5 separate regions of the Mus musculus genome follow, and regions 1, 2, 3 and 5 are each linked to region 4. A link is a contact called in public Hi-C, HiCAR-type, Micro-C and promoter capture Hi-C data. All regions are on one chromosome and are shown on one strand. The core of a region is the stretch at or near the end of the contact, and the rest is flanking DNA. Distances in the headings are between cores, read along the strand shown. Region 1 holds the start of Ado (2-aminoethanethiol (cysteamine) dioxygenase). Region 2 holds the start of Ipmk (inositol polyphosphate multikinase). Region 3 holds the start of Rtkn2 (rhotekin 2). Region 4 holds the start of Cdk1 (cyclin-dependent kinase 1). Region 5 holds the start of Zfp365 (zinc finger protein 365).

Region 1 (6,014 bases), core at 2,164-4,663, 1.8 Mb before region 4:
AAACTGCTTATAACAAACCTTTAATATTTCTCCTCCTTCTTTTGCAATGAAGGCCTTCATAATAATTGTTATTACTAGCCCAATTCCAGGCTAGACTTCTACAGGCTCCATGAAAGGACCTCCAGAGTATGCTGTAAAGTACACATGACTCTCAACAATCCTTGTAAAGGAATCAACCTTTGCTGCAATTCAAAATCTGTATGTGGCTGAAAAACCATATTCATTATTAATATTCTATGAAAATAGTCAAATTTAAAACCATCACTTCCTATCTAGATGTTCATACGAGTGGCTCAAAGAGCTGCTTCGAGAGGCTCCAAAGGCATTTTAAAGACCATGATCAGAAAGAACTTGAACTCTAGCAGCCATGGTGGAAGTGTTTGGGTGTTGCTCATGGTTTGTCAGGTTTAAAGCAGGTTTCCACTGGCCTGTTGTTCTCATTTTTATTAAAATGAAACAAACAAACAAACAAACAAAAAGCCACAAGCCAAGCCAGCAATAATTTGCTGTCTCGTACCACTTTAATGACTGCACCGGGAAGGACACCCCTTCAGCCTGGATGTGTATCCTGGATACATGGAGCCAAAAGCAGTTTGTTTCCCTGCCAGGTCAACAAACATTTGTCACTCATGACAGTAAGTCTCCATTTATTGCCGATATTAGTATATTCTATTGCCACATGAGCCATCAAGAGAGCTTAGAAGACAGCTGGGCACATCTGATTTCTACAGTTTGTCTTTATGAAAAGGCCTGTGATAAAAAGGAACCCTACACATAGTAAACAGGGGAAACTGGTGGTCCATGGTCAGAATCGATAGACACGTCTGTAAACATGGTAAAGGGGCTGAGCCTCCGCCAGCCATAATACTGCAGCAGCGCTAGGGTTTGCTGCAGTGTTGGCATAGGGTTTAGTCTCCAATCTTGGTGCCCTAAATGGCTAAATTCTCAAGCATCTATTCCATGTATCCATTTCATATGTGTGTGTGTACATACATATGTATATGTGTATATATACATATTCATATGTTATGTATACACACACATTTATATGATGGTGTCTTATGCATCCACGGTTCCGCTCAAATTCACTATGTAGCCAAGTCTGACCTTGACTTCTGATCCTCCTGCCTATATTTCCTAAATGCTGTGTGCTACACTTGGTTTATGTGGTACTGAGGATTGAGCCCAGGGCTTCTTGCCTGCTTAGCCAGCAGCCTACTTCCAGAGCCCCTCCCAGGGTACTACATGCTCTCTACCTCTTCCTGCAAGAGAAGGCAGTAGTAGGCAGCACTGGCTCTTGTTTAAGGGAGTGCTGGGAGGCTATCTCCCGGCAGCACAGCTGGAACCACACAGCTCCTCTGCAGGCTCCCTCCACAGAGAACGCAAAAAAACAAAAACAAAAAACCAAAACAGAACAAAACCAACAACAACAACAACAACAACAACAACAAACAGTCAAGAGTATCTTTCTCTTCTTTCCTAGGAAGAAGCTGGAAGTAAATACGAGTATGGAATTCAACAGGTGGCCAGGGCCTTTACATTCAGTTATTTGGAAGCATAGCAGATTCCGCTCCTCGGAATCGTCTGGTTAGAAAACACATAATTATTGTATCATCTTTGAAGCACGTCAAGGAAAAAGTCAGCTGAGGATAATAATCGTCTTTGCTTTAAAGGCAAATCCCCAATAGCAACAAAAAAATTTGTTTAAACGACAGATCTTGAGACCCAAGGGAAAGACGAGCTTTAAGGGCCTGACAAGAGAATTCGCGTATGTGACCTTCTTACTAAAGGTTACCTGAGTACACCAGAAGTGGCTACCAAGCCAGGGGAGGAAAGACATCGTCCTCAACACGCACAGTTATGAGGGTGAACCCCAGTGCTAGAAAGATGTCTTTTCAGAACTCCTCACTTTAGATGCTGAGTAGTTTGTGTGTGTGTTTTAACCAAACGAATAACTAAAAAAAAAAAAAAAAAAAAAAAAAAGAAAACAAGAACAATTCAAGGTCATGCACAATCAGTAATAAATTAAACTATTAAGGAGCAATCGTGGGCAGGAGAGAAAACAAATCTGAGTCACCGAAGGGAAGAGGGATTCAAAACTACTTAGTGTATTTTGTAGAGAATGAGAAACAAAAATGGTTTCATTATGGCTTTAGGATGGAAGCGCTTTAGGGTCCCTGCCCGGTTCCCTTAAATCAAAGCCTTGGTGGCACTGAGGATACCAGGAATCAACCTAGCCTTCCGCCCACCCGCCCCCATAACCGTGCCCGGTGGTGGCTGTACTCCAGTGGGCCGTGTTCCCCAAGGTTCCTCAAGATGTGGCGCTGGTCACTCCAGTAAATCCATCGTCCAGGCGAGGGGGCGGAGAGAAGAGCCCTTATGGAAGATAGAGGGCAGCCAGGCCTTTCTTGAGCAGGGCAGGGTACATCTTTGGCCCACAGTTCCCCGGGCGGCAGGAGCTTCAAGGTAGGACCTTGGGGCCTGGATAGGGCTCTCCCTCGCACCAGAAGTCGTCGGCCTGTGGTGTCTCCAGGAGCCACACTTCTCGGGGAAGGTCGCAGGCAGAGCCGGAAGCCTCCTTGGGTCTGATGGGCTCCACTACACGGTAATAGTGGCAGTCCCGGCCGTCCTCCGGGTCGTAGGGTGGGGCCAGGATGTCCAGGAAGGCAGCTGGCCCGTCCACGGCATCAATCTGGTGCAGGTTGTCCCGGTGTGGAGTGAGCACGCAGGGCCCACTGGCCTCGGTGTACTCGGCCCGGGAACGCAGCACGCCCGGTCGCACGGCCTCCCGCTCCAAGGGCTGCAGCGGGGGCTCGAACTGCTGCTCTGGCGGCGGCCGCCGATGCCCGGCCCCCGTGTCCAGCTTGTCCATGCAGCTGATGCGGACCGTGCCGTACAGCACCTTGAGCATACCGTGCATGCCCGGGTGGTCGTGCAGCGGGATGCACGTGCCGCTCTTGAGCAGGAACACGCCCAGGCTGAAGCCCTCCGTCTCGTAGATGTGCATGTAGGTGACCGGCGGGAGGTTGCGGGGCAGCGGCTGCGGCAGCGCCTTGCGCGGCGCGATGTTGAGGTCCTCGGCGCGCACCTGGGTCAGCAGGCTCTTGAGCAGGCTCAGGTTCTCCGGGAAGCCCGGCGCCGGCCCTTCGGAGCCCGTCGAGCTGCCGCGGAAGGTGAGACACGCCTGGCGAGCGATGCGCTGGATCAGGGAGGCCATGTTGTCGCGGGGCATGCTTGGCGCTTCCTGCGCGGCTCGCGGCCGGCCCGTTCCGCCTCTGCGCCGCCCCTTGCGGTCTCCGGCGGCCGCCACGGCTACCCGCGCGGACCCCCGCGCCAGGCGGGAGACCTCCCCGCAACAACCGGCCAGCGGGGCGCGCGGGGCCGCCTTGCACGGTCGCCCGCTTAGCGCGCCAATGGTCGGGCGCTTGCCCGCGCGCGAAGGCGAGTGCGCACGCGCACGGCCGCTACCCGCACTCACGCTCCGGGGCCCAGACAGGCGCTGGCGCGGGCCGTGCCAGGCGCTGCCTCACGCGCGGAGCTCCATTCACGCGGCCCACACCAACGACTACAGCCGGGCGCGGCGGGAGCGCCGCAAGGCACGCTGGGATGTGTAGTCCGAGCCTGCGCTTGCGCGGGGCACGAACGCGTCCTGCGGAGCAGGGGAAACCAGGATTTTTTTAAGAACTTGGCAGAAAGCGAGCAGCGCGTTCGTTTTGCAGAGCCTCAGGGTGTTTACTTGTTTGATAAAACTGAACTATTATTGCAAGAGATATAGCCAGTTAACTACAACTCCCGCCATCCCCGCAGTCGGGGTGACATACTTCCGGCAGCTGGTGGAGGCTTCTCGCCGCTGGGAAAAAAACGGCACAAGAGGGTCGTTAACCTTCTTGTGCCGCTAGGGCCTGCTGGGTCACTCGGGGTCACCTTTGACCCTTGCTCCCTAGGAATGAGGTTTCGGGGTCAACCTTAGCTGCTCGTAGGCCACACTGTGTGCGCCGTGGAGATCTGTGGATGGCGCTTGTCTATTTTTCTGTTTCTTAGGAGGTGAATGGGGTCGGGCGGGTAACCAAAGCGGTCACCCAGCACAGCTGTGCGCAGCTGTTGTTTGCCTCTGGGCCTGATGACGCTGCTCCTTGACTCACTGATAGCGGGAAGCTTTGAGAGGCCATTTGCTACAGCCAAGGGTTCTGTATACTAGTGGTTATCCATCCGTAGGGCGCCCGAGAAACACCAGTTGAGGGGCAAGGGGCGTTTTGTCAGAATAGATTATCGCTGTCATGAGTCTCTAGAGCAATGCAACTATCGGGCTGGTTTATGAAGTTAGGTCACCGCAGAGTGATTATTCTCTGGACTTTTTGCAGACGTAGGTGGTGGCTGGCAAAGGAAGATAGTAGATATTATGAATTTAAATCTTACCCTTGAATTTAAGGTCTTCTTGGACTTTCAGAATTAAACATGGGTTTATAACTGCAGTGGCCCAGGAAATCCTTTTCAGTTAAGAAGGCAGGCTTTTAGTGTGTATGTGTGTGTGGGTTTTGCATCCTAGCCAGTAAGTGTGGTATTCCAGGTACCTTGTTAAATACATTAAATAATGAGTTTTATCTTAGTAATACCCTCACAGAAACTTTTAAGACGTAGGCACTGACTGTATTATTCCCCGCCTGTACACGAGAGATTAATTTGCAGGTGCGCATTTGGAAAAGACGTAAGTGCAACTTAACGAAACACAGTTTGAATTGGTGTAAAAGGAACCAAGGGACACAAGGACGTAGCTTCTGCAGCTTATTGTGGTGCTCACAAGCTGTGGCTTTCTGCACAGCGTACCTTTCCAAGTCCTCAGTTCATTCCTCCAAAGAATGCTGGGTTTGATGCATCCAGACTTCTGAGTCATTGTTTCTCACCCAAAGTCCCTCGGTAGCTTAAAGGGCGATTCTAGACGTTATACCCCAGGGCTTCTGATTCAGTATTGGGGTGAAGGATAGAATTCTGGTTGAGAGGTGCCCACTGAAGTGGTTCGAGGTTCAGCACCCATGTTGGGGGGGGTGTCACTGTGAGATCTGTAAATGGTGAGCCAACCCCATTTACATTCCACAGTAAGAGCAACTATTTGGCTACGTAAATGGATCCTTAAGATTACTTGTGTTTGAGCCGGGCAGTGGTGGCGCACGTCTTTAATCCCAGCACTCGGGAGGCAGAGGCGGGCGGATTTCTGAGTTCGAGGCTTACAGAGTGAGTTCCAGGGATAGCTAGGGCTACACAGAGAAACCCTGTCTCAAACAAACAAACAAACAAAAAGATTACTTGTGTTTTAGAAGCTGGTGGTGTGCCATCCTTAAATGCACTATGGAAGTTCATCATGTAAGGAAATCCCATGCAGTTTATTTGTAAAGTAAGGAATATTTAAGAGAAAGTTCTTTTGTTTTCACATACAGATTTTTTTGCTTACTGGCTTTACTTGTATAAAGAGTAGTTAGCAGGAGAAACAGACACCAAAGAGCACAGACCTAAGCAGCATACAGCCTGCTTGATTTCCACGCCCCCCACCCCCTCTTTAATAGTTGTCTGCAGTTACATGAAGGAAGCTGTATTTCATCTGTCAACTGGAAGGTTAGATACTTATGCAAATGCCCAATGATGCCTTTGGGAACAGAGTAACTACCACAGGACAATAGGTATTATTAAGATTTTTCAGTGGCTACAAGTTACCCTTTAGAGACCAATAGGTTTAGGCACTCAGTGAGTGCTAAAGCAGGAATGTGGACTTTACCGGTTTCAGAGCAGAGCTTTTCAAGGTTATTTTATTTGCTTTGACCTAGTAATGGCTCCTCTCAGGCCCTCATTTTTCATCTGCTAGCTGATAAAAGTTTCCAGACAACCTGCATAGGAAACACTGGGGGTGCTTGTCCAAAGGGCTCGTCCCAAATTACATTAAAATCTGCAGGAGAATCTTTTGTGTGTTGAAGTTTTGGAGACCCAGTGGGTGTCCGCCTGTGGTACTTTATAAGTCACAGGGC
Region 2 (5,437 bases), core at 756-3,255, 2.0 Mb after region 4:
CTCTGCTAGTAAAACTAGAAGCTATCAGGAAAAACTGCTACAAAAAATTATTGGATCTTCAAACCAAGTCGGAAATTCTCTCAAGAAAATATTCTTGAAGAGCTGTTTTCGATCTCCAGAGATCTCCATACAGCTCTGCTCTCCTTAGAGGAAATTCTATTTTTTTTTTTTCTTTTGGTTTTTTGAGACAGGGTTTCTCTGTATAGCCCTGGCTGTCCTGGCACTCACTTTGTAGACCAGGCTGGCCTCGAACTCAGAAATCCGCCTGCCTCTGCCTCCCAAGTGCTGGGATTAAAGGCGTGCGCCACCACGCCCCGCTTAGAGGAAATTCTAAAGAACTGTTATTGCTGTCTGCTAGCTCAAAAGTCCTGGTTTGTTTTTTTTTTTTTTTTCATTTTTCTTTTTAAATTTACACCTCAATTCAATTATTTATTCCAGGTTCTCTTTTGATTATCCTATGAATCAGCATCCCCTGACCCCACCCCTTTGATTCTTAGGAAAACAGCAAGCACATGTTTTCTTTTAACATTGCAAAAGAATTCCGAGATCTGCCTGCTGTGTTACACACGGTTGCTAAGCTAGCTGGGTGGGATCAGCTAGCTGGGTGGATCTCCTGAAAAGACCATTTCTACCTGAGCTTGGATTTGCTGTGCCCCAGGCTGAACTTGAACTCAGGAATCTGCCTGTCTTTGTATCTTTCTGACAAGCTGGCTCATTAGTGCAGTTGTCTTTGCTCCTTTAGAGTCCTGAAGCCCCTCATAATTCATATTGCATCCTGAAGGTCCTGGGTTTACCATTTTGCTGAAACATTAGCCACACCTTTGCCTCCTGTAATACTCATGCTGTCTTAGATTATCATGGAGTCATTATCCTTAAGAGAGAGGACATTCCCTGAAGGGATGTGAAAACATGTACATTATTTATTACACAAACAAGCCTTATGCCCACAGAAGACACTGGACACTTTCCACGAAGGGCTCAGCAACATCTGGAGGCTCACACCAGGGCCCTGTACCAGCAGCAGGAACTGTGTTACTCTGTTTCCACCAGAGTTTGGCACTTAAGAGATTCAGCCTTGGGGCTGAAGAGATGGCTCAGCAGTTAGGAGCACACTGCCTGCTCTTCCGGAGGTCATGAGTTTAATTCCCAGCAACCACATAATGCTCACAGCTATCTGTAAAGGGATCCGATGCCCTCTTCTGGTGTCTGAAGACAGTGGCAGTGTACTGAGTACTCACAGACAATAAATAAATAAATAAATCTTTAAAAAAAGCATTATTAAAAAATTTTTTTAAAGGAGATTAAAAGCAATATATCTTTTGCATAGGACCTAAGTTTGATTCCCTGCGTCCTCATCGGTGTGCCCATAATGCCCGTTACTCCAGTTCCAAGAAACCCCACTCGTTTGGCTTCCCTGAGCACAATTAACAAGCTTAAGAAAAAAAAAAATGAATTAAGATGACTGTCAATGTCTAACACATAAACTTGTCATGAGTACTCTGAGGTAGTGGTCGGGCAGGGTGCCAACTGGAAGGTGTGAGAAGAGACATCTTCAGTCAGGATGCTTCTGTCTCTTTGATCTGAAAGGGCAGGGCGTTGTGGGAGGTCTGCCCCTAACCAGTCACCTCTCTGGGTTGCTCTGCTGCGGGTCTCCTAGGTCTAATGAGTTTTTCACATAGGGACTCCGGACGCCAGTTCGCTCCCTGAAGTGCTTGCTGGTAATGATGCAAGCAGGGGCATTTGAGACAAGTCCCATCCTGCGGCCTCTGAGCATGCTCAGTGCAGGTCGGCAGCGGGCTGGGACTCTAGACCCGCTCAGTTTGGCGCTGGTCTACCTTCTGGACGTGTTCCGTGGAAGGGGTGAGCAGGTCTGGTCCGGTAGCTTCTGCGCATGATCAGTGTGGAGCTGGCCCCGATCCAGTAGGGTAGCCTCTGGGCATGCTCGGCACCGCTGGGCGGGATCCTGGCGAGTAGCTGTTGCGCATGCTCAGAGTGGAGCTCGCCCGGCCGGAGCGCACAGGGGGCGGGCAGAGGCGGGGCCGCGGCGCCCTTATCCCGGGCGCGGGCGGCCGGGGTTCAGAGTGCGGGCCGCGGAGCGGGCAGCGCGGTCTCGGCATGGGTCCGCGCGCTGGGCCTGCGCGGGCGATGCCGCCCCGGTCCTCCCTGACGCCTGACGCCGAGTGTCGCCGCCCCGATGGCCGCCGAGCCCCCAGCGCTGCGCCTGCGGCCGCCGGGAAGCACCGGAGACAGCCCGCCGGTGCCGCGCCTGCTCGGAGGCTGCGTGCCGCTGTCGCATCAGGTGGCTGGCCACATGTACGGCAAGGACAAAGTGGGTGAGTGCGGCCTCGGGTCCCCTACCCCAGTCCTCTCTGTGCTCTGTCCCGGCAGTCCCCGGCCTCCGCCGTGCCTTGCTCTGGCAGTCCCCGGCCTCCGCTGTCCCCAGCCTCGGTGGTGTTGTGGGTTTAGCCGTCGCCACCCCTACAGTCACTGGTCCCCACTCTCCCCACCCCGGCATTCTCAGGCCTCCGGGTCACTGTCTTAGCTGTCCCCAGCTCTTCTGTCCCCACCCTGGCGTTCCCTGGCCTCCCATCCCGGTCACAGCTGTCTACGACTCTTCTGGTCCCCACACGGCAGTCCCCGGCCCCAGGCGTCCCGCAGCCTAGAGTCACCGGCTCCCGTTGTCCCGAGTGTCCCCTGTCCCCGGGGGTAGGAAGCCGGGCGCCCCCAGGAGCAGCCACAGGCTCCTAGTGGCGCGGAGAGGCGTGCCCCTTCGCTCCAGGGAAGGCGAGTGATGATTGGAGAAGGCGTTAGTAAAAATAAGGAACTTGGTTTTCTTTTCTGGACCGGGAAGTAAATTCTCTCTGGAGCTCAAGCTCTGTTTATTACCAGGAATAGTAATTGTTAGAGGGACCCAGATGCTTGATGCTAACCCGTCGCAGGAGGGGAATCAAAAGCAAACTGCTATATGTTTTTAAACTTGCCTTGGCTCATCCAGGATCACTCCCTGTCCCTTGAGAAGGATTCTCCAGTGTCTTTGATTGCGCTGGGAGGCGTGGTTCGGCGGTGCAGATCCTTGCCTCCTGGGTAGGCTTCACACTGGCTGTTCCCGAGAACAGTACACATATAAAATATGCATTCTTTCCTTATTCATCTTTATAGACTGTTCCCTGGCATTTGTTATGTGCTTTGTGAATTCAAGATTTGTAGAAACAGCGCAGGGTCCACTCCAGGGCAGAGACTGTAATTCAGTCCGATACTCACAGCGTTTGGGCACGGTAGTCATATGAAGTGTAGGGTGAACTTGGGACTCTTGTGGATATCTGACCCGGAACAACCGTTAGAGACGGTATGTGGGTATGTGTTTTGCTGATAAAGCGTTTCAGGTTTAGGCTGGTAAGGCAATAAATTTCTTTCTTTTCTCTCTTCAGTGGTATAGAGGATTGAGTCTAAGACTTTAGGTAAGAGCATTACCACTGACCTACATTCCCGAGGACTTCCTCTTTTTCTTTAAAGACAGGGCTCCCTAAGTACCACTTGGAACTCACTATAGCCTAGGCAGGCCTTGAACTTTGGATATAAAGCTGAGGGTATAGGCATGAACCTGCATTTTAAGACAAGCCTGGTTAAGCATCACACTGACACACTGTCCCAGAACCAAACCAACACCCACCCTTTACTGTGCTTGTGGGAAGCACACAGCCTGGAGCTCAGCTGCCATCAGGAAATGTTGAAAGACTACATCAGAGTTAGGAAACTGCACACTTGAGGTTCTTGGCTAAGATATTTCCTTCTGTGCATCATATCTGGAGTCTGCTTGACCCGAAACAATGGGATTCCTAAAGGCCTAAGAAAGTGATTAATTCCCTGGAGGTCCTGGAGACTATGTAAAAAACAGACCCAAATCAAGATCATCTGTGATTGGCACCTGGGACTAGCTTACAATGCTAGCGCCCTGTTTAGAGCCAACTGGTGAATAATTCCAGAGTGCCCTGATTGTGACTTTAAACCATGTCCCAAACAAACAGCCTGGAAAGAGCTAATTTCTCACCCGAACTGCTTCGTTGAAAAAAACGATTGAGATTTCAGAGAAAGTAGTCCCTAGTTTTGCTCTTAAGGGTTTTCTTGTTTGTTTGTTTTCAATTTCACTAGATTCTTTTGACTGAGAGAACAGGTTCTTGTGGTGCCCGCAGCCTGATGTTTGTTCCCCTTGGATTCTCAGATGTTTACACTGGAGACGGCACCAGTCCTCTTCCCTGCTCATAAATAGATAGCAAGGTAGTCAGCCGTTCAAAGTTCAGCCATTTTTATTATTCCCTTCCACTGTCACAGATGGGTCACATTGCTTTGAGCAGTGGTTCTCAGCCTTCCCAATGCTGCGACCCTTCATACAGTTCCACCTGTTGTTGTAACCCCCCCACCATAACACTGCTTTCATCAGTACTTCATGACTGATTGTGATTTTGCTGCCGTTATGACTCGTTATGTAAATATCCACGTTTTCCTAGGTGACTCCTGGGAAAGGGTCTTTCTGCCCCCAAAGCGGTCACAACCCACAAGTTGAGAGCCACTGTTTAGATCCTACCCAGCACACTGCCGAGGGGCCACCACCGCCTTAGTCCTCACTAAGCTGGGGAACACTTTGTAGAGGTTGTATTCATTGTCATGTTTAACTGCAGCTATACACTGTAACGGGGGTTTTCATTTTAGGATTGATCTTGTCTCAAGGACAGGAAAAGAAAATCATGCCACCCCTCATTGGTTGCCCTAGGGTTAATAGCTGCCACCTGCATTCTGAGTGCCCCTGGGCCATTGTTTTGGGGCACTTAACTATACACACTGACAGCATTCTGAACCTTTACTCGGACACTCCAGAGGCACACACTGTTTGTTTGTTTGCTTGTTTGTTTGTTTGTTTTTTGACCTGGGCTGCATCTTGTTGTTAAACCATGTTCATTTCTGTATAGATGTTCCTTGGCGGGCGATGTGACAGTTACCCTCATCAAACACACTGCTGCCTGGTGGCCTGGTGCCTCTGGGAGCTTCTCCTTTGCCCTGTCGTTCAGTCTTTGGAACAGTTGTCTTCGACCGAGTGCTCGAATCAGAATTTGCTTACCGGTTCCTCTCTGGTGAGATGTGCTTGTGTCTGCTGTAGCAGAAGATGTCTTAGGTCATTCCTGGACACCATAGCTCCTCTTGCACACCACACCACACCACACCACCAAAACGCAATAGACTGTATCAGTTGAAATCCCCGGTGTTCTCAAATGTTTGTGTTCAATCTTTTTCTGTTCTTATATTTTATCCCATACCACTGGCTTCACTGAGAAGCCCTTAATTAACATTTTAAACAAGTGGCTCAAAGGAGGTATGCAGAGATGTGGTGGTCTGTGGGGAAGGTTTGAGCTGACACCAGTGGTAGGAAGCCACCAGCGGTAGG
Region 3 (6,168 bases), core at 655-3,154, 1.4 Mb before region 4:
TTAAGCACTTCCGGGACACATCCCCTGATGACTTAGAAAGAGATAGGCCCACATCATTTCTTCTACAAAGAGAAAGGTCTTTCATAGCAACTATCTATAGTCTATAGGTAAGAACCCACACACATCCTCTTCTAGATTTCTTCCTAGGATTATTAAACCTGCGATACTCAGCCACCAGTATTTCCACATTGGTGATCAATTTGAAACTGGTGTATCATTTTGGTTTTCTCTCTCAGGGTGTTTTAATCTGAGTTTGAATACAGTGTATATTATGTGGTAAACGCTGCATGTCTGAAGATCATCTCTCTGTGTCTATTTCGTCTGTGTGTGTGTGTGTGTGTGTGTGTGTGTGTGTGTGTGTGCATGTTTTTGTTTGTGAGTCAGGTGTAATGCCCAGTTCCTGCAGCTCATGTTTGTAGTGCATAATTGCACCACAAAGCAGCAGCACAAGAGACTTGTGCGCTAGGTCAAAGGGCACTTCATGAGAATGGAATTCAGACCTGGGTTTGGAGGCACCTGTGTGAGTTGAGTGTTGGTAATTTTGAGTTTCTTGTGCTTTTACAACGGTGGGTCATTACAGACTGCAAAAGTAAGAGGAAAAGCACTCCTAACTGGATAGCAGCTTCTAGAATCACCTAGTCCAGAGCCTCTCAACCAGGCACTTATCCATTTGAGAGGAAGGAATATATACATATACATATATATATACACACACACACACATATATGTATGTATACACACATATATAAACATACATGTATATATCATATATATTTATATGCATATAAACATATGTATATATTTATACGTATATGCATATATATTTATACATATATGCGTATATATACATACACACAAATTTTCCCTCCCCCCCTCTGTATTCAGTGTAGGGGGGCGGTATGCCCATGTCCTGGCGCATATGTAGATATTACTTTTGGGAGCTGGTTCTCTCCTTCCACCACTTGGATCCTGGGGATTGGAACTTAGGCGGGGAGGTTTGGCATTAGGTGGGCACCATTCCTTGCTGAGCCATCTCACTGGCACACTCAGTTTCTTTTTAAGAAGTCCATCTTTCAACTGACTGCTTTAACAAGGAGGTCTGTAAGTAAGATGACCATATCATTGAAAGTCCACTTTGGAACAAGTGAGATGTCCCCAAAATAAACAGGGTCATTCTGTTTATAAAAGGAGCCTTGCCCAGGCCTTTAATGAGGGTGGTGTAGGAGAGTTGATTTGGTAGAGTCTTCCCTCAGGAGGAAAATGTCCAAAGCCCTACACATTTCCGGTACAAGATATGTCAAGGGGTAATTTTAAACACTTTACAAGGGTGTGTACATCCTCTAATTAAAAGTCTAAGCTGGATAGTTCAGTGGTGGACCAGTTGCTCACTGTGCTTAAGGCCTCGAGTTCAGCATTTCAGCATCTCCCCTTCCTCTTTCTTAATAAAAGCCTGTGCTAATAACGACCAGGCTTCTGGATAGTGTTGTCTGCTGTCACTTTAGAAGCGAACAAACCCGGGGACAGAAGTACTCGCAAAATGTGTCTGTCTGCCCAGCCTTCAAGAGCATGATCTTTGAGTGCAGCCATGTTTGAGAGACAGATAATGGATCCTTATATCCCTGATTGGTCTGTCGGGTCCGGTCAGTTCATGCCTTTAAACAACTTCGGGCGGGATGCAAGAAGAAGGCGCACTTTAAACCTGACAAGAAAACCACCTGCCAAAGATTTCTATGGCGAGCCTTCTCTAAGGCTCCACCCCGCCCACCAGTTGAGGCCCCGCCCACTAGCCGACAAAACCCAGGCGGGTTCAGGCCCCGCCTGCCACAGACCCCACCCACCCGGACTTGCTCTTCGTATTTAGGCCCCGCCTACCACACAACAGGCCCCGCCCACTCCCCGCCCTCGCTTAAGCCCTGCGGTAGCAGAGGGTCTGTTCAGAGTCTCGGGTCTCCGTGCTGTTTTAAAGACAGAGAGGCTCCTAGTACGCTTGCGCGGCGTCGTGGGCCGGGTTCCCCTGCAGACCAGACTTGGTACGGCCGAGCGGTTGGTGCAATCTGCAGCTGCAGCCCTGGGGCGCGCTTTTCAAATCGGCCGTGCCTTGCACCGAGATGGAGGGGCAGCTGCTGAGGGGTCTCGCCGCGCAGCAGGTGAGCGAGGCAGGGGACTGGAGAGCTGCAGCCTGGGCCGAGACCGAGAGCCGGGCGAGCTCCGCGGCTTGCACGCCTGAAGGGTGCACCGAAGGAGGAGAGCGAGGCCGGGGGCAACAGGAGGACGCCGGGGCCCATCCCACCTGCCGGTCTTCCAAGGCTTGCAGGGGAGGTGATGCTCCGGGAGTCGGTGCTCGAGTTGCTCCCCGGCCCGCGCAGCTGGGCGTGTAATGCAAGGTGCTGCTTGTAGCCGTGTGAGCCAGCATCAAACTGTGGGGCGCCGCGGGGTGAACGCTCAAATGGCATGTTCTTAGCTTTCCAGGAAGGTGTAAGTTTAAACATGGATACATGCACAAATACTAGGAAAAAAGGAGGACGAATCCAGTGTTTGTTTGTTTTTTAGCTATCTAAAATATGTTCAAAATCTTTTACACTTAGTGTAGTCGAGAATATTTCTTGGGAACCCCAGTCAAGTGTTAAAAGTATTCTTCCTGTTCATTATTTTAGTATTTTAATGAAAAGAAACCCCTTATATCCTTGTAGCGACATCTTCATTTTAATTTTAATTTTCACCTCTTACCGGCTCCTGAAGTATAGTAGTTCGAACCATATACTCTTGCCAGATTTGTGGGTCGAGGCGAATACTGCAGGATCATAGAATTTCTTTAGTAGATGCAGTATTGTTAGGAAGTCCTCTGTAATTCTCTGGAATGTTGAGCCAGGCTTTGTTTGAGTTATTGTGCAAACCATATTAGTAGTCACAAGACGTGTTTGCTACAAACATACACAAAACTTTCAACTTTCTTGTGAAATATTTCTTATTTTTGTTATGTATTCTAGGTATCCTATTTGCCTTTGTCAAAGGGTAGCCTTGAACTCCTAAAACTCCTCTTGCCTCCACTTTCCTACTATGGACTTTATAGGGCTGCCACACCGAGCCTGACTTAAGATGGAGTGGAGCTGGGTTCTAACCCAGTGCCTTGTGCATTCTAGACAAGCCCTCAATCAGCAGAGCCACACCCCACGCCTATGTTGATGGTTAACACAGCCTCTATTTCTACTGAACTAAATGGAGATCTGTTAAGTTTCTTTTTTTGTTGTTGTTGTTTTGTTGTTTTGTTTGTTTTCGAGACAGGGTTTCTCTGTGTAGCCCTGGTTGTCCTGGAACTCACTCTGTAGACCAGGCTGGCCTCGAACTCAGAAATCCGCCTGCCTCTGCCTCCCGAGTGCTGGGACCAAAAGTGTGCGCCACCATCACCCAGTATCTGTTGAGTTTCTTATGGGGATTGTGTGAGTGCTGGTGTGGCCATCCAAGTGTGCTATTAGTGCGACAGTGACATTCAAGAATGCTACAGAAGAGAAAAGAGGATAACAGAGCTGAGTGTATGGAAGGGAAATATGTGTGTGTGTGTATGTGTGTGTACATATATATGTATATATGTGTGAGTGTGTATGAATGATGCATATAATTTCAATATATATAGCAAATATATTAAGGCTTATTTATGTAAATATGACAAGATAGTAATTTCTAATCCTAATATCAAAACATAGAATTGGCTTTTGTTTGGGTCTTGAAGATAAGCAACAAAATGTTAATGGGTTTCAACTTCACAGGAATACTGAGTCAGGAGGAGGATTTTATACTTGACTAACAAACACTGTGTTCTTAGTTTATGTGTCCCCCGCCCCCAATTGAAATCTGTGATCTAACAGGGTGAGGTCAGAGGTTTAGTTGTTAGCCCTCGGCTTCAACCTCAGTGGTGTCTCGACTCCTCACGCGCTGCATATTGGTTCTGGAGTGAGGTTGGGGTCAAATCCCATTCTGCTATGTAATTCTCAGTGACCGACGGGTGGTTCTGAGTCTAGTTTCCATGGCTGCAGAACAGTTGATGTGCCTGTCTTGGATAGTTGTCAGGAGCACAGGCATGAGAGATGACTGGTTTTTTTTTTTTTTTTTTTTTTTTTTTTTTTTTTTTTTTTGGTTTTTCCAGACTGGCTGTCCTGGAACTCACTTTGTAGACCAGGCTGGCCTCGAACTCAGAAATCCGCCTGCCTCTGCCTCCCGAGAGCTGGGATTAAAGGCGTGCGCCACCATGCCCGGCGACTGTTTTTATTACATCCCTTTGCCTACTCCTCTGAGCACCTAACCCTAATTGGTCTTCCTGGTAAAGTCTAGGCTCCTATGAAAAAAAGTGCAAGTGGAAGTGCAGTTTGAGAAGAAACAATTCGTCCTTGTAAAGTGCTCTCAGGACACGAATTACGTTTCTCTGCACTTCAGTTTCCTAGAATGGTTAGTGTTAATTTTTTTTTTCTTCAGTTCATGGGATATTGTTTAAGAGATGGAGATTGGGGCTGGTGAGATAGCTCCTGAGGTAAACACGCTTGCTTCACATGGTGGGGACCTGAGCTGGAGAGAGGGGACACCACGCCTCAAAGTTGCTGTCTGACTACTACATAAATACCATGGTATGGCAACTATCTGTGTGCATACATACATGCACTCACACACACAGCCTGTACTTGTGTACACACACCTTACACATACACACAGGCACACACGATAATAACAACAACAATAATCATTTAATTAAATATTCTAGAAGCAAACATACTGTATATAAACAGCCTTTCATTTTCTTCGCCTACCCCTGGTCTTTTTACCAACATGTCATAGTTACAGTTGCTAGGTGAGTAGTAGTTTTGGTCAGAATTACTTACAGTATGGCTTCTGTCTTGTTTCACCAAGCCCCCATCCCTGCTTGCAACTGTAAAAGTCACCTCTCAGGATGGGCAGTGAGGCCCATTCTCTGCCTTTTTGTGCAGTTCTGGATCTTAAAACTGTCCAAATGTCTCTCTTCCATATCCTAGATTGCCAGCTTTGTAAGTTTTACCTTTTTGTGGCATTCGAGATAAAATCCAGCCCCCTTCCCCCCCCCCCGCCTTTTAGAGAAGCCTTGCACTGCTGAACTATACCCAGCTCTAAAGCCTCTTCTGTATGCAGATGCAGGCGTGTGCAGAGTTATTCTCATCTGGGCACGTACGTAGGGAGGGCAGAGGGCAGCTTCGTTTATTCCTTTATTGTTTTCCACTTTGTTTGTTTGTTTGTTTTTTGGAGACAAGGTCTTGCTGTGTAGCCCCTGGCTGGCCTGGAACTCAGGAACTAGAGGAGGCTGGTATGGAGTCACAGAGATCTGCCTGCCTCTGCCACCCCTGTGCTGAGATTAAAGGTGAGAGAGAGAGAGAGTGAGAGAGACAGACAGACAGACAGACAGTATTTCTTTTTGAACCTGCAGCTTTCCATATTTGCTAGACTGACTGCCAGTACCCCCCAGGGTCTGTCTGCCTTCACCTCCCCAGCCCTGAGGTTACAGCCCAGACGCCACGGTGCCTGCTTTTCTGTGGACACTCAGGTCCTTGTGCTTGCACAGTGAGCATCTCCCCAACTCCCCATTTCTACTCTTACTTATCTTAAACATTTATTTTTATTTATGTATTTATATGGGTGTGTACATGAGTGTGGGGTACCAGGAGAAGGCGTTGGGTCCCCTGGAGCAGGACTCATAGTTGTTTGTGAGCTGCATGCTGTGGGTGCTGGAAACTGAACTCATATTCAATGGAAGAACAGCAAGTATTCCCACTGAGCTGTCTGTCCAGCCCCTATCTCCTACTTTTAAAGGGTCCAGCTATTCTGTTTTTAGCTTTGTTCCGTCCATTCTGTCTTTTTTTTTTTTTTTTTTTTTTTTTTTTGGTTTTTCGAGACAGGGTTTCTCTGTATAGCCCTGGTTGTCCTGGAACTCACTTTGTAGACCAGACTAGCCTCGAACTCAGAAATCCGCTTGCCTCTGCCTCCCAAGTGCTGGGATTAAAGGCATGCACCATCACTGCCCGGCTCCGTCTTAGCTCTTAACTTTTACTATTAACCATACCAGGACAGTGACACAGGTTTCTGTTTGACCTGATGGAACCCCGAGAAAGGAGATTGCTAACCCACTCACTCTGGGGACTCGTTCTTCAATGG
Region 4 (5,842 bases), core at 2,529-5,028:
ACTAGGAAAGGGTTCTTTTCATTCCTCCTTATGTCCCATAGGCCTCAGCACTGTTTAAAATACTACAGAAGGGGACTGAACACCATGTGACAGCCACTAGTCATTCTTGCCCACGGTGACCACACAGACCACCACCCAGCTTACATAAAACTCAGAACCAGTACTTAGAAAGACTAAAATGTACTGTGAAGTTAGCATAGATTATCTCCCTAGTCGACTCCCCCAGCACACCTGCACCCCAAACACAAGCATCTGGGGTACTCAGTTCAATAGCCTAGAGCACAAGGCCCTAGGGTCCTTAGCAAGAATCAGGATAACTAAAACCCTCCTGATGGAGAAGCACCTTGTGCTTCAGGTTATCCGTAAAGCATGCTTTCTTTTTTTTTTCTTTTCTGTTTTTCGAGACAGGGTTTCTCTGTATAGCCCTGGCTATCCTGGAACTTTGTAGACCAGGCTGGCCTCGAACTCAGAAATCCGCCTGCCTCTGCCTCCCAAGTGCTGGGATTAAAGGTGTGTGCCACCACGCCCAGCTGCGTGCCTTCCTTTTGCTGGTGCTGTGAGAAACACCCAGACAAAAGTAGCCCAAGGAAGGGTTTGTTTGCACTCAGGATCGGGGTTAGAGTCCAGCAGCAGCAGCAGCAAGAGCACAGGCAGTGGGAGAGTGAGGTTCACTGTGGCTTGACACCCTTCTCCAGTCACACAGTCCAGGATCTCAGGCAAGGAAGGCACCCACACTGGGGGAGGTTCCTGCCCACGTCAATTAATAGAGTCAAAGACAATCCCCTACAGGTGTGCTCAGAGTGATCCCAGATCCTGTCTAGGAGGCCACAAACACCAACTCTCACAGCACACTCATGCGCACGCGTACAGATGCATCTACGACTGCACTCAGTAAAGGTTTCTGTGTTCCACAGTAGCATTGTTATCTTCTTTTCAAAAAACATTCTGCTAAAACCACTTACCTTCTCCAATTTTCTCTATTTTGATATAGTCTTCCATAGTTACTCAACAGGTTACGACGGACCCTAAAATGAGGGGAAACAGTGCTGTGATTCCGTGCTACTAACTCAAAAACAGTCTAAGCATCATCTGGAAGACATCTTTTCCAGGGCCTCCCGCGTAGCCGGCAAACGTCAGTCATCCCAGATGGTCAGATGGTCTTGTTAGGGTTTAGCTGTTCTTGCAAGTGAGCCATTCTGAGCCTTCTCAGACACTGCGTTTGTATATTCTACACAGCCAAGGGCTTAGCCCCTTCACATGCACAAAGCAAGCAGGCCTGTCAAGCCGGCCACTGTGGAGACTGATACACAGCTAGCTAAAGCAACTTAGTGACACTATGTCTCAAAATTTACCAAAAAAAGCAAAAGGCCCTGATCCCCAGGGCTGAATTTCAGCACACTACTACCGTACTAAAATGGTGTACTGTTTTAGTTTTTCTTAAAATAATAAGAGTCTGCGAGAAGGAAGTTGTGCACGATGTAATCCTAGCACAGGGAAGAACAAGTTCAAGGCCAACCTGTGGCCTCGTTCGCTGCAACACTGTTTCAAAAGGAAACAAAGTACAACTGTAAAGTCCAACCACTAGGAATAACAGTTGTTGTTGTTGTTTTTAATAAAAGCATCTGTTTACCTTATAAGCATTCAATTCTCCAGGCAGTGGTGGCACATGCCATTAATCCCAGCACTTGGGAGGCAGAGGCAGGCGGATTTCTGAGTTCGAGGTCTACAAAGTGAGTTCCAGGACAGCCAGGGCTACACAGAGAAACCCTGTCTCGGGGGAAATAAACAAAAAACAAAAATCATTCAATTGAATGCTTCCCAAAAGCAGCCACAGACAATCCCACTCAAGGTACTCAAAGAGAAAGAAATGTCCATAAGCACCTTAGAAGAAAGAATGGAAGGTGTTGTGCTGTGCTGGCTAGCTTTAGGCCAGGTCACATTGTCACAAGCTGAAGTCATCTTGAGAGGAGAGAACCTCAGTTAAGAAAATGCTCCCATAGGATGGGGCTGGAGGCAAGTCTTTAGGTCAGTTTCTTAATTAGAGATTGATGGGGGCGGGCTCAGCCCGTTGTGGGTGGGGTCATCCGTGGGCATATAGGGTCCTGTGTTCTTAAAGCAGGCTGAGCAAGCTATGTGAAAGAAGGCAGGAAGCAGCCCCCTCCATGGCCTCCTGCCTCCAGGTTCCTGTCCAGACTTCCTCTGAGGCCGAACTGTGACGTGGAAGTACAAGACAACTAAACCCTTTCCTTCCCAAGTTCCTTTGCTTTGGTCATGGTGTTTCATCCCAACAACGCTAAGACAGTGTGTTTGCTAATCATGCTTTGAAAAATATCACGAACAAGGGAGAAACAATTTCTTGGCTCACAAAGAATGGTAGGAAAAAGGTGTGCCTTCTCCTTGAAAGCCCTCTGCCACGGGTGACAAGATCCTTATGAATGAGCATCAAGGAATGGCTGACCTCTCGTGAGCTGTTCCTTACAGATCTCTTTCCACAGTAAAATCAACTCCATGGGGTGTGGGGGCACAGCCAGGAATCCCAGCTCTTGGCACTGCACAAGGAGGCAGCGGCTCAACAGATAAAAATTCAGAAGGAAAATGTAAACCCGTCCAAGGGTCCTGCCAGGCATCCCACTGAACCCTGGGGATTCTCAGACACATAAGATTGACTCTCAACTATGGAGATTATGTTTAGGAAATTTCAACGCATCCCCCCCCAACCCCCTTTCTTCAATACAGAGACTTAATATAACTATAGAGCATTAAACGTTTCAACCACCTCTGCACAGACAGCAAAGAGTTAACATGTCTTGAAAGCTGGGCTTATTTCCTTCCAACATTTTCCAGTCTCCCGGGCCTGCTGTTAAAAGCTGCCCAGTGTATCCAAGTTGGGGGCAGGCGATGGTGGCCCGCACATCAGAACCTTCATCGGTATTTATGTTTTAAGACGATCAAGGACGCGAAGGCATCCGCGGTTCTCCCTCTCTCTCCTTCTTTGCCTGGGTACAGTCTGTGGCCTTAGCACAGGCAACTAAAAATAAACGATCCTACACTTTCTTGGTTCTGCACCTTGGTAGGAATAAGCTTTTTAAACGACCACGGGTCTGTTTCTCCGGCAGTACCGACTTAAGGCCTCCGAAGGCAGCTGGCCTGGTGCAGCCCAGCTCCACACTGGCAGCCAACAGGGCCTGGGACATAACTTGGCACCCCGCCCACACCCGGGCCCACTCCAGCGAGGCCCATCCAGTCTGCAGGAACCTGGAGCTCGCGTAGGGGCCTGCACGTCCGCAGGACCCGGGGCTCAAGTGAGCCTTGCCCTTCCATAAGGGACCGCTGGATCGGGTGAGCCCTGCCCCCCCCCCCCATAGGGATCCCAGGCTCCGGTGAGCCCTGCTCCTCCATAGTGTCCCCAGGCTCAGGTAGGCCATGCTCCTGCATAGGGGACCCTGGCCTCAGATGAGGACATGCTCATCCATAGGGTACCCCAGACCCCGGGCTCAGGGAGGCCATGCCCGACCATAAGGGATCCCGGACTTAGGTGAGGCCCTACCCGTCCACAGGAGACCAAGATCTCACGTGGAGGCCCTACCCGTCCACAAGGGATCCCCAGGCTCACATGGATGTCCTGCCCTTCCCCGGGGGAACCCCCAGATCCCGTGGAGCCCCCGCAGGCCCAGCCTGCACCCAGTCCGACTCACGCCATACCTCTCTGTCCCGGCTGGGGCCACACCGCAGTTCCGGACTGCGCGGACGCAGCAACTCCAGGAGCTTAGAGGCCGAGTGCCAGCAGTTTCAAACTCGCCGCGGTAAAGCTCCCGGGATCCGCCAATCCGATTGCACGTAGACGTTCAAAGGAGCCAATCAGAGCTGAGCTACGCTTGGGCGGGGCTGCCTGGGAGCGCAGAGCGCGAAAGGGAGCGGAAACCGCGGCCAGAGGAATTGCAGGAGGGCGGGCGCCAACTGACTCTTGAGCTCTGTTTTCCTTCCAATATCGTCCTGTTGTTTCTGGACAGTCTAATCTATTCTCTTTTTTCTCCAGCTACCTTTCTGTGTGTAATTTCCCTCCAAGACTAACACAATTCAAATGCATTGAATTTAGATAGCCAGCCACCAAAGTGACAGTACCACTACATCAAGAGCTTGTTATTAGCTGGGCGTGGTAGCACACACCTTTAGTCTCAGCTTTCGGGAGGCAAAGGCAGGGCAAATTTCTGAGTTCGAGGCCAGCCTGGTCTACAGAGTGAGTTCCAGGACAGCCAGGGCTACACATACAGAGAAACCCTGTCTCGAAAAACCAAAAAAAAAAAAAAAAAAAAAAAAGAGTTTCTTACTTTTATTTTGTTTTGTTTTGAGACAAGGTTTCTGGGTGTAATTTTGACTGACCTAGAACTTGCTCTGTAGACCAGGCTGGCCTTGAACTCACAGAGATCCTCCTGCCTCTGCCTCCAGAGTACTGGGGTTAAAGGCGTGTGCTGCCACCACCACCTGGCTATTGCTAACATTTAAAATTACTTTATGATTATGCCTTTCAAAATTCTATATTAAGCTGGGATAATATAAATAATATATAATATTAATATATAATATATTAGTTTACATATGTATGTGTGTATATATATGTGTGTGTGTGTGTATATATGTGTGTGTATATATATATATACATATATATATATATATATATCTGAGGATTGTGGCACACACCTTTAATATATGTATATATATAATATTAAGTTTCACTATGGAATTTTCAGACAATATTGGTCTGTGTTAATTCTTCTCATCCCTTCTCCCAGTAACCCTAGTCCCCGCACCTCGTAACTGCACGCCCCCAAGCCCATAGCCCTCTGTGTCCTATCACCATGTCCATGACTCTAATCCCCCCCCCCACTCGGGCAGCCTTTCCTTTCTAGTTGGAACCTTATATACACACTAACATATGAACATTACATGCTAGGATCCGCCTATGAGAAAGAACATGAAGTGTCTGTCTCTCTATGTCTGTGTCAGGTAACTTGATGTATTTTCCAGCTCTCCCGTGTTCCTGCAGATTATGTTTTTTTCAATGAGTTTTTAGCAGCCAGCAGAAGGATCACATTTAAAGTACCTTAAGAAGACAAGAGGATAGGAACCAATGAAACACTGAAAGACACCCTCAAAACTGAAAAGAAAAAATGCCAGCCTGTTTCTGTGATTATACACTTATGTATTCATTATGTATACAATGATAACACACTAAATGTTTTGACATATCTCCACATAAGAATGTTAAATATTGGGCTGAAGAGATGGCTCAGAGGTTAAGAGCACTGTCTGCTCTTCCTAGAGGTCCTGAGTTCAATTCCCAGCAACCACATGATGGCTTATAACCATCTATAATGAGATCTGCTGCCCTCTTCTTGTGTGCAGGCATACATGTGTGTAGAATACTGTATACCAAATAGATAAATCTTTTTTTTAAATGTTAAATATTCCTTAGAAATCAAACCTTCACAAATCTATGAACAAACAAAATGTCATCTGTTTTATCGGCTCTAAGTCAACACCAAAAGCTCTATCTTGCCACCACCCTCAGACCACATCCTTCAAAGAGGCTGTGCTCCACTTTGAAAAGATTCTCAACTCCTCAAGAAAATGAAGCAGTGTGGTGTGGGACCAGAGAGATGGCTCAGCCATTAAGAGCATTTGCGCACAATCATGAAGATGGGAGTTCAGATCCCTCCACCAACAAAACAAACCCAGCATCCTTGTAAATGCCTGTAACCCCAGCTCTGAGGGAGTCCACTCTGTCTTCTCATCTCCATAGGTTTGCATAGGTACTCGAATGCACACAACACACACACACATG
Region 5 (6,079 bases), core at 756-3,255, 1.4 Mb before region 4:
TAGCTGGGTCATATGATATTTCTATTTTCAGTCTCCTGAAAAACCTCCAGGCTAATTTCCATAGTGACTACATCAGCTCAGCCTTCTTGGGTTAAAGCAACTATTTCATATATAATATTTAATGTTGATTTTTATGTGGAAATTGAAACCTAAACCCCTTTGTCAAAGGCAGCTACATCTACTCTCTTCTGTATCATCTGATGCTTCTACTGTATGGTATTTCTGCAGGGTGGGATACAGATGCTAGGGCCTGAATTTCTAATCCAGCAACAGCCTAGCTTAGCAAAGGTGGCTAACGCTCATATGCAGATGAAAAGCTAGAGAGAGGAGGTGAAATAATAAAGCCCCGGAGAGGAAGGAGAGTGGTCCAGAGACAGAACTCAAGTTTATTGCCCTCCTGAATTTGGCATGCTACATAGACACGGGTCGCACATAAATTGTGAGTCCATTGGCAGTCTCTTTTCAAGTCTGTGAAGGATGGATCAAACTAAGCACAGTGGCTTTAAACACATCAAGAGCTGAATATTCTTCAACCAAATGTTTTTTTAGATTTTTTTTTTAATAAATAGCATTCCTTATTTACTCTGTGAGTGACTCTGTCTGTGTGTGTGTAGGCTGGGGAAAACTTGTGTGAATGGGTTCTCTCCTTCCATCATGTGTGTCCTGGGGATTGAACTTGATTCATCAGGTTTAGTGACACGCGTCTGCTTGTCATCTTGGTTTGTTCATGCCGTTAATATTTTTAGTTACTGGTATGATGACATACATCAAAGCGTTAACATAACAATAACGATCTTTTGAAATTTGGAAACCCGAAGTGTCCGGTATTATTTGATATAAACAGGGCCGTGGCCAAGATCCTAAGCTAATAGAATGTTCTGGGTGGATGCGCCTTGCCTCTGATGCTGTTTTTAGCGCGACAACTTCTAGAGTGTTGGAACCAGGTGGGCGTCAGCATAACTCCTCCATAAACAGGAAGTTCTTGTTGCCTCTGCATCTTTATCCCCTTTGCCCTAGCAACAGATGACTCTTACAACCCAATTTTGCAAGGGTCGTGGTACTTATTTCCTCCAAGAATGGCAACAAGGAGCACTGGGTCCCACAGGGAAGGAGCCCGGATCTTAGGGTGCATCTTAGAGTGAAGTGTCTGTGTTACACCCTTATCTGCCTCCAGATGCTGAGATAGAAATGGTGCCTGATCCGCCAGGCAGGCACATTTTCCAGGTTACTAAAGTCTCTGGACCCCAGCAAAGGAGAACCTTCCTGTGCTGCGCTGGGTTGGTCAATAGGATGCAAACCCTGGCCCAGCCTAGGGCTGAAGATGCTTGCAATGGAGTGCAGGGATAAGAAGAGAGGATTCTATAGCAGCAGTGGGGGGGGGGATGTTTGGATGGGGGAGACGAGATATACCACCCACCCCCAGCAAAAGGCTTTCATCCGCCCAGCGGAAACCTAGGGCACAGGTTAGCAAAAAGGGTTTCGATTTCCTGTGCAGAGCTGGGCAGGCTGGGCAGCACCTGCGTGGGGGTCCCGGCTTTCCTAGCCCCCGCTCCCGCTGGTGACTGCGTGGATTCGTGCTCACGCGAGTTCGTGCAAGTGGCTGTGGGGAAGCCAACGGTCCCGACTCCCCAGGATGCTGCGCATCCGGGACCACCTCCCCGCGTGTCGGCGGAGCAGGGGGCGCGGGCGCACGGCTCCAGCCGAGCCCACTTACCGGACTTGTTGCTGCCGCTGCAGCCGCCGGTGCTGATGCTGCGGGAGCCGTGCGAGCGGTTTTCAGCAGAGCCGTAAATCAGGCTGAGCCGGGTCGGCTCCCACGCGGGACGAGCGGCGACCGGGGCGGAGCGTGGCGCGGGCGGGACACGGGGGCGGCGCCCGGGGACGCGAGGCTGGTGCTCCGGCCCCGGGCAGCCACCCCTGGGTCCACCCCATCGGGGCCCCTCTAGCGGGAGATCCTGGGCCTTTCCCTTCACTCCAGCTCAGGATTCCGCTGACATCACGGGGAGGGATGCAGGATGGTCCCTGGGGAGGGAGGCGGGGACACGTGCCAGTCTTGCCCAGCCTAGTCTTGCTACAGGCCCAGGCAAGTGCTCCCAGTTGCAGGGGCGGCGAAAGTGGGCGTGAAGATGGAGCCTAGCTGGCTAGCCCCTGGAAAGAGCTGCCAGCAGGAAGGCTCTGATATTTATTTATATTAGAACTTCATCCAGGCAACCTGGCGGGGGGGGGGGGGGGGCACAGGACCAGCTTACTCCAGCCGTGGAAGGTAGTAGTGTCCTGGGACTAAGTTAAACAAAACTAAAGATAATAAAAGTGTAGAAGTTAAGAAACATAAATGCCAAACCCTGAGGCCTCCTCACTGAGAGGATGCCCCCAACACTAGTCTCTCAGTGGAGGAAAGATTTAGCTTCTGAGAAATCTCATTTCCTAATTGAAATTTCGGGATGTGTGTGTGTGTGTGTGTGTGTGTGTGTGTGTGTGTGTGTGTGTGTGTGTGTGTGTGTGTGTGTGTGTGTGTTATTTTGTTAAACCTGCTTTTAAGGGGCTGGAGAGATGGCTTAGCAGTTCAGAGCACATACTGCTCTTGCAAAGGACCTACACTGCTCGAATCAGCTGCTGGGCTGTCGTCAACGTTCTTTCACTGATATTCATACTAAGACTTTGATGACAGGTGCACGCCTGTAAAATTCAGGAAAGCAGTACCAGAGAGTGACTCCTACAAAACGGGGGTTGGCAGCTGCGCAGAGGCTTGCTCTCTCAGAAAATGTTATGCTTCTTGCGGTCACTATCTTAGGTCACTCTCTAAATTGAGCACGTTTATTCCAACTGTTTATTAAGCTGAAAAAAAAAGTTTGGTCTGAGTGTGCATTGCACACAACCAAGAGTCAGGGTGCACCCATCATCTTGAACAGCAGGAAGCTAATTCTGACTACCTTTGGGGCAGGATGCTAAGTATGACCTGGGAGAGTCAAGGGACCCAACGTCTAGAACTCAGCCCTCTCCCAACACTGAGGCAACTTGTTTGCCTTGCTTGGTCCCGAAATGTCTCCACTTCAGGTGAAGCGCGAAGACTTCCTAGGGCCATTTTTTTCTAACAATGGCATAAATATTATCACATTCTTCATTAAACCATATTTTACATTTATCAATACAATTTCCATATTAAATTGCATCGTGACAGAATGATTCGATAAAGAATGATTTTAGATGAAAGTAAAGGAGGGAAATCTTTTCAGGTGCAAAAGAAAAAGAATAACTCTTCCTTAAGAATACCTTTTTAAAGCTCACCTCTAAGTAGGCCAGTGTGACAGATGTCAGTGAAAAGCCATGGCTACTTCACAATGAGCTGAGGGTCGGTGACTTTAAAACAAAGCCAACACCTACAACCAGAGCCACAAGGGAGTAAGGCATGTTGGGTTTTCCTGGATGCATATGTAGTTCTGGCTACTTCAATACACAAAATGTTGTATTAACATATCCACAATCAAAGAAAAAACAATGACAGAGTTGAAACAAACAAAACAACAACAAAAACCACTTTATATCCTCTCTCATGACTTGTGCCCTTCTGACTGTATTCCATCCTAACCACCCAGTATTACTCTCCTTTGGGTCCCCTTTTTGGAATACTGAACCCACTGTGAACAATGTCTTGGGGGACTATGGGAGGGACTCCAGGAGAAAAGGCAGATCGTCATTTACCTCAAGGGCATCTTGTTCCCTGGATTGTTCTGGGACGTGATTCCATGCCCACTGTGACAAACATTTACATTCAGTTTATACGACAAGCTTATTCTTGTTGGATGTCAGAACATAGCTATAGAACCCAATCTGGTCAGTGTACTCTGATTCTGGATACGGCCTTCTGCCTTGCTTTCGTGTGTTCCCAGATGTAGCCTTTAGTATAGGCCAGGTAATTGTGTTTAAACAGGCCCAGCCTGAGAAAGGGCTGTTAATCTTCAGTGTGTGCTTACTGGTATTTATTTACACGTTTTTCTGATCACGTTTTCTGAACTATAACAACCTTCCTCAGATCATTCCTTTCTTTGTTACATTGTGTATAAAAAGACACAGAAACTGAAGTAAGGATGTCTTCAGCATCAAACTCTAGTCCGCCCTGTTCTTTCAGAGCCTCAGATTCCAGGTCCAGCAGGGAAGATCTGCACGGGTCAACTGTAGAGTCAAAATGCTTCCTACAATTTAGACTATCTTCACACTTACACTTGCCCCCATATATTATAGACTGGGACCTGCTTATGAGGAAGAAGAACTGGTTTATTTCTGAGTTTGGGTAGCTTCGCTGAATACACTTTCCAGGTCTAGGCATTTGCTTGCCATTGCCATGATTTGTTTTCTTTACCACTGAACAATATCCGGTTGTGTGTATGTATTAACTCCTCTGTATGCTTCGACAGTTAATAGACATCCAGATGGGTTCCATTCCCCCACTGCCCTGAATAGAGCAGCAATAAACATGGATGTGCTAGTGTCTTTCAGATGAGATGTAGAGTTCTGGGAGCCCTAGAGCTGGACCGTTGGTTGTTCTATTTGGCTGTGCTAGTCTGAGCTTGGACCAGCAGTGAATAAAGTTTCCTCTTTCTCTACACCCTATCCTACATCTGTCCGATGTCTTGATGGCAGCCATTCTGATTGGGGTTGAGGTGGTAGCCAAAGGTAGTTTTACTTTGCCTTTTCCTGAAGGCTTTGAGATGTTAAACACTTCTTGAAATGCTTAAAGATTACTATAGAGAGGTTGTGTGCAGGGTTGAATCTGTGGAAGATTTGGCACTGGTCCACAGGACCTTAATTTAACCCAAGTGGTTTCTTTTCTTTTTCTTTTCTTTCTTTCTTTCTTTCTTTCTTTCTTTCTTTCTTTCTTTCTTTCTTTCTTTCTTTCTTTCTTTCTTTCTTTCCTTTCTTTCTTTCTTTTTTTTTTTTTTGTTTTTTGAGACAGGGTTTCTCTGTATATCTCTGGCTGTCCTGGAACTCACTTTGTAGACCAGGCTGGCCTCGAACTCAGAAATCCACCTGCCTCTGCCTCCTGAGTGCTGGGATTAAAGGCGTGTGCCACCACCGCCTGGCTCCAAGTGGTTTCTGAAGTGCGCTTTGCCCCCTAGTAGTTGGAGCATCTGACCCTTGGTAGAAATGTGTGTTATTGGTGATGTTTCATACACATAGAAACGTGTGTTAGTGGTGTATCATGTGCAGTGAATCCCCAGAAATATAGGGTTTTACAAACCCTCCTGGTAATTCTTGAATCAGCATTAGCTCTGGAAGTTTGAGGGCCTTCCCAAACCTTGGAAGTTCTACTTACTTCCTGGGCCTTGTACAATCCCTTTACTTCCTGTGTTTTACAAGTTTCCTTTACTTCTTGTGTCTTACCAATTTCACTCCTTCTCAGAAGAAGGAGTGCTTGAATAAATAGCTACGTGACTGATGTCCTTTTATTGAAGAGTCTAACTTCTCTCCATCCCTCAGGACTTAGCTCAAGTATCCCCTCTTGATGGAGGTCTTCTGAAGTGGAAATGTCTGATTTCTTTGGAGACTCAGTGTCATGTGATGTTTTTCTGGAAACTGTCTTATGAGAGGATGTTTCTGCTGAAGCAGACACAGAGGAGGATCTTTTGCTGAGAACAGACATGTGGTGTTTTAAGCTGCCTGGAAAAAGGGTCATGTGATGTCTTGCTAGAGCGGATGCTTGAGAGAACACGTGATGTTCGGAAAGGATATAAATATGACCCAACAGTGGATGACTCTGTGTGGGATTGGCTCACCTAGCCACTCTTCACGGATCATTGTTTGTCGTGGCTTCATAGAGAGAAATGCACCAAAGAACTTCTGGTGGCCTTCCACCAGCTTCTTGCCGCTTCCACGGACTCATTTGGTGGAGCCTTGAGGTTTCTTCTGGATCAAACTGCCATTGCTGATTTGTACATGATGTTTGTGAATGGATCGAGCTACTGCTACTGATTTGTCTAAACTGAACTGCTAATGTCCTGACAATGCAGATTAAATTCAAGCCCCCACCAAACATCTACGTCTAATGAGGTCCTTGCCCTGTTATCCTTTCCTTTCTAGTATC

What was found. Promoter capture Hi-C pulls out the DNA fragments that hold promoters and counts their contacts. A called contact is a pair of places that touch in the nucleus more often than the background predicts. HiCAR-type assays count read pairs that join an accessible place to other places.
Region 1: a promoter capture Hi-C map of liver shows a contact between it and region 4, with 2.6 times the contacts expected there. The contact joins the promoter of Ado here to the promoter of Cdk1 in region 4. A contact is called at or near these places in 4 of 39 promoter capture datasets (the 3T3-L1 cell line, hippocampal neurons, liver and 1 more), 1 of 484 Hi-C or Micro-C datasets (the G1E-ER4 cell line), 2 of 115 datasets of contacts at active chromatin or transcription factors (astrocytes and large pre-B cells) and 2 of 9 other capture datasets (adipose tissue and liver).
Region 2: a Micro-C map of the G1E-ER4 cell line shows a contact between it and region 4. The contact joins the promoter of Ipmk here to the promoter of Cdk1 in region 4. A contact is called at or near these places in 4 of 39 promoter capture datasets (cranial neural crest, embryonic stem cells, liver and 1 more), 5 of 484 Hi-C or Micro-C datasets (CD4 T cells, the G1E-ER4 cell line, embryonic stem cells and 1 more) and 4 of 115 datasets of contacts at active chromatin or transcription factors (astrocytes, epiblast stem cells, large pre-B cells and 1 more).
Region 3: a Hi-C map of B cells shows a contact between it and region 4, with 6 read pairs. The contact joins the promoter of Rtkn2 here to the promoter of Cdk1 in region 4. A contact is called at or near these places in 5 of 39 promoter capture datasets (the 3T3-L1 cell line, cranial neural crest, hippocampal neurons and 2 more), 1 of 484 Hi-C or Micro-C datasets (B cells), 3 of 115 datasets of contacts at active chromatin or transcription factors (embryonic forebrain, embryonic stem cells and large pre-B cells) and 1 of 9 other capture datasets (liver).
Region 5: a contact with region 4 is called in a HiCAR-type map of astrocytes, with 4 times the contacts expected there. The contact joins the promoter of Zfp365 here to the promoter of Cdk1 in region 4. A contact is called at or near these places in 2 of 39 promoter capture datasets (hippocampal neurons and pre-B cells) and 1 of 115 datasets of contacts at active chromatin or transcription factors (astrocytes).

The regions. Positions count from the first base shown.
Region 1 is chr10:67,545,542-67,551,555 of GRCm38.p6, forward strand. Ado (2-aminoethanethiol (cysteamine) dioxygenase) reads right to left here and starts at 3,414. Exons shown (of 1, transcript NM_001005419.2): 1 at 1-3,414. The coding sequence starts at 3,232. The coding sequence ends at 2,462.
Region 2 is chr10:71,345,758-71,351,194 of GRCm38.p6, forward strand. It overlaps Ipmk (inositol polyphosphate multikinase), which reads left to right and starts at 2,006. Exons shown (of 6, transcript NM_027184.2): 1 at 2,006-2,333. The coding sequence starts at 2,195.
Region 3 is chr10:67,977,666-67,983,833 of GRCm38.p6, forward strand. It overlaps Rtkn2 (rhotekin 2), which reads left to right and starts at 1,905. Exons shown (of 12, transcript NM_001359319.1): 1 at 1,905-2,147. The coding sequence starts at 2,109.
Region 4 is chr10:69,349,134-69,354,975 of GRCm38.p6, forward strand. Cdk1 (cyclin-dependent kinase 1) reads right to left here and starts at 3,779. Exons shown (of 8, transcript NM_007659.4): 1 at 3,703-3,779; 2 at 963-1,025. The coding sequence starts at 999.
Region 5 is chr10:67,910,657-67,916,735 of GRCm38.p6, forward strand. Zfp365 (zinc finger protein 365) reads right to left here and starts at 2,006. Exons shown (of 5, transcript NM_178679.2): 1 at 1,715-2,006.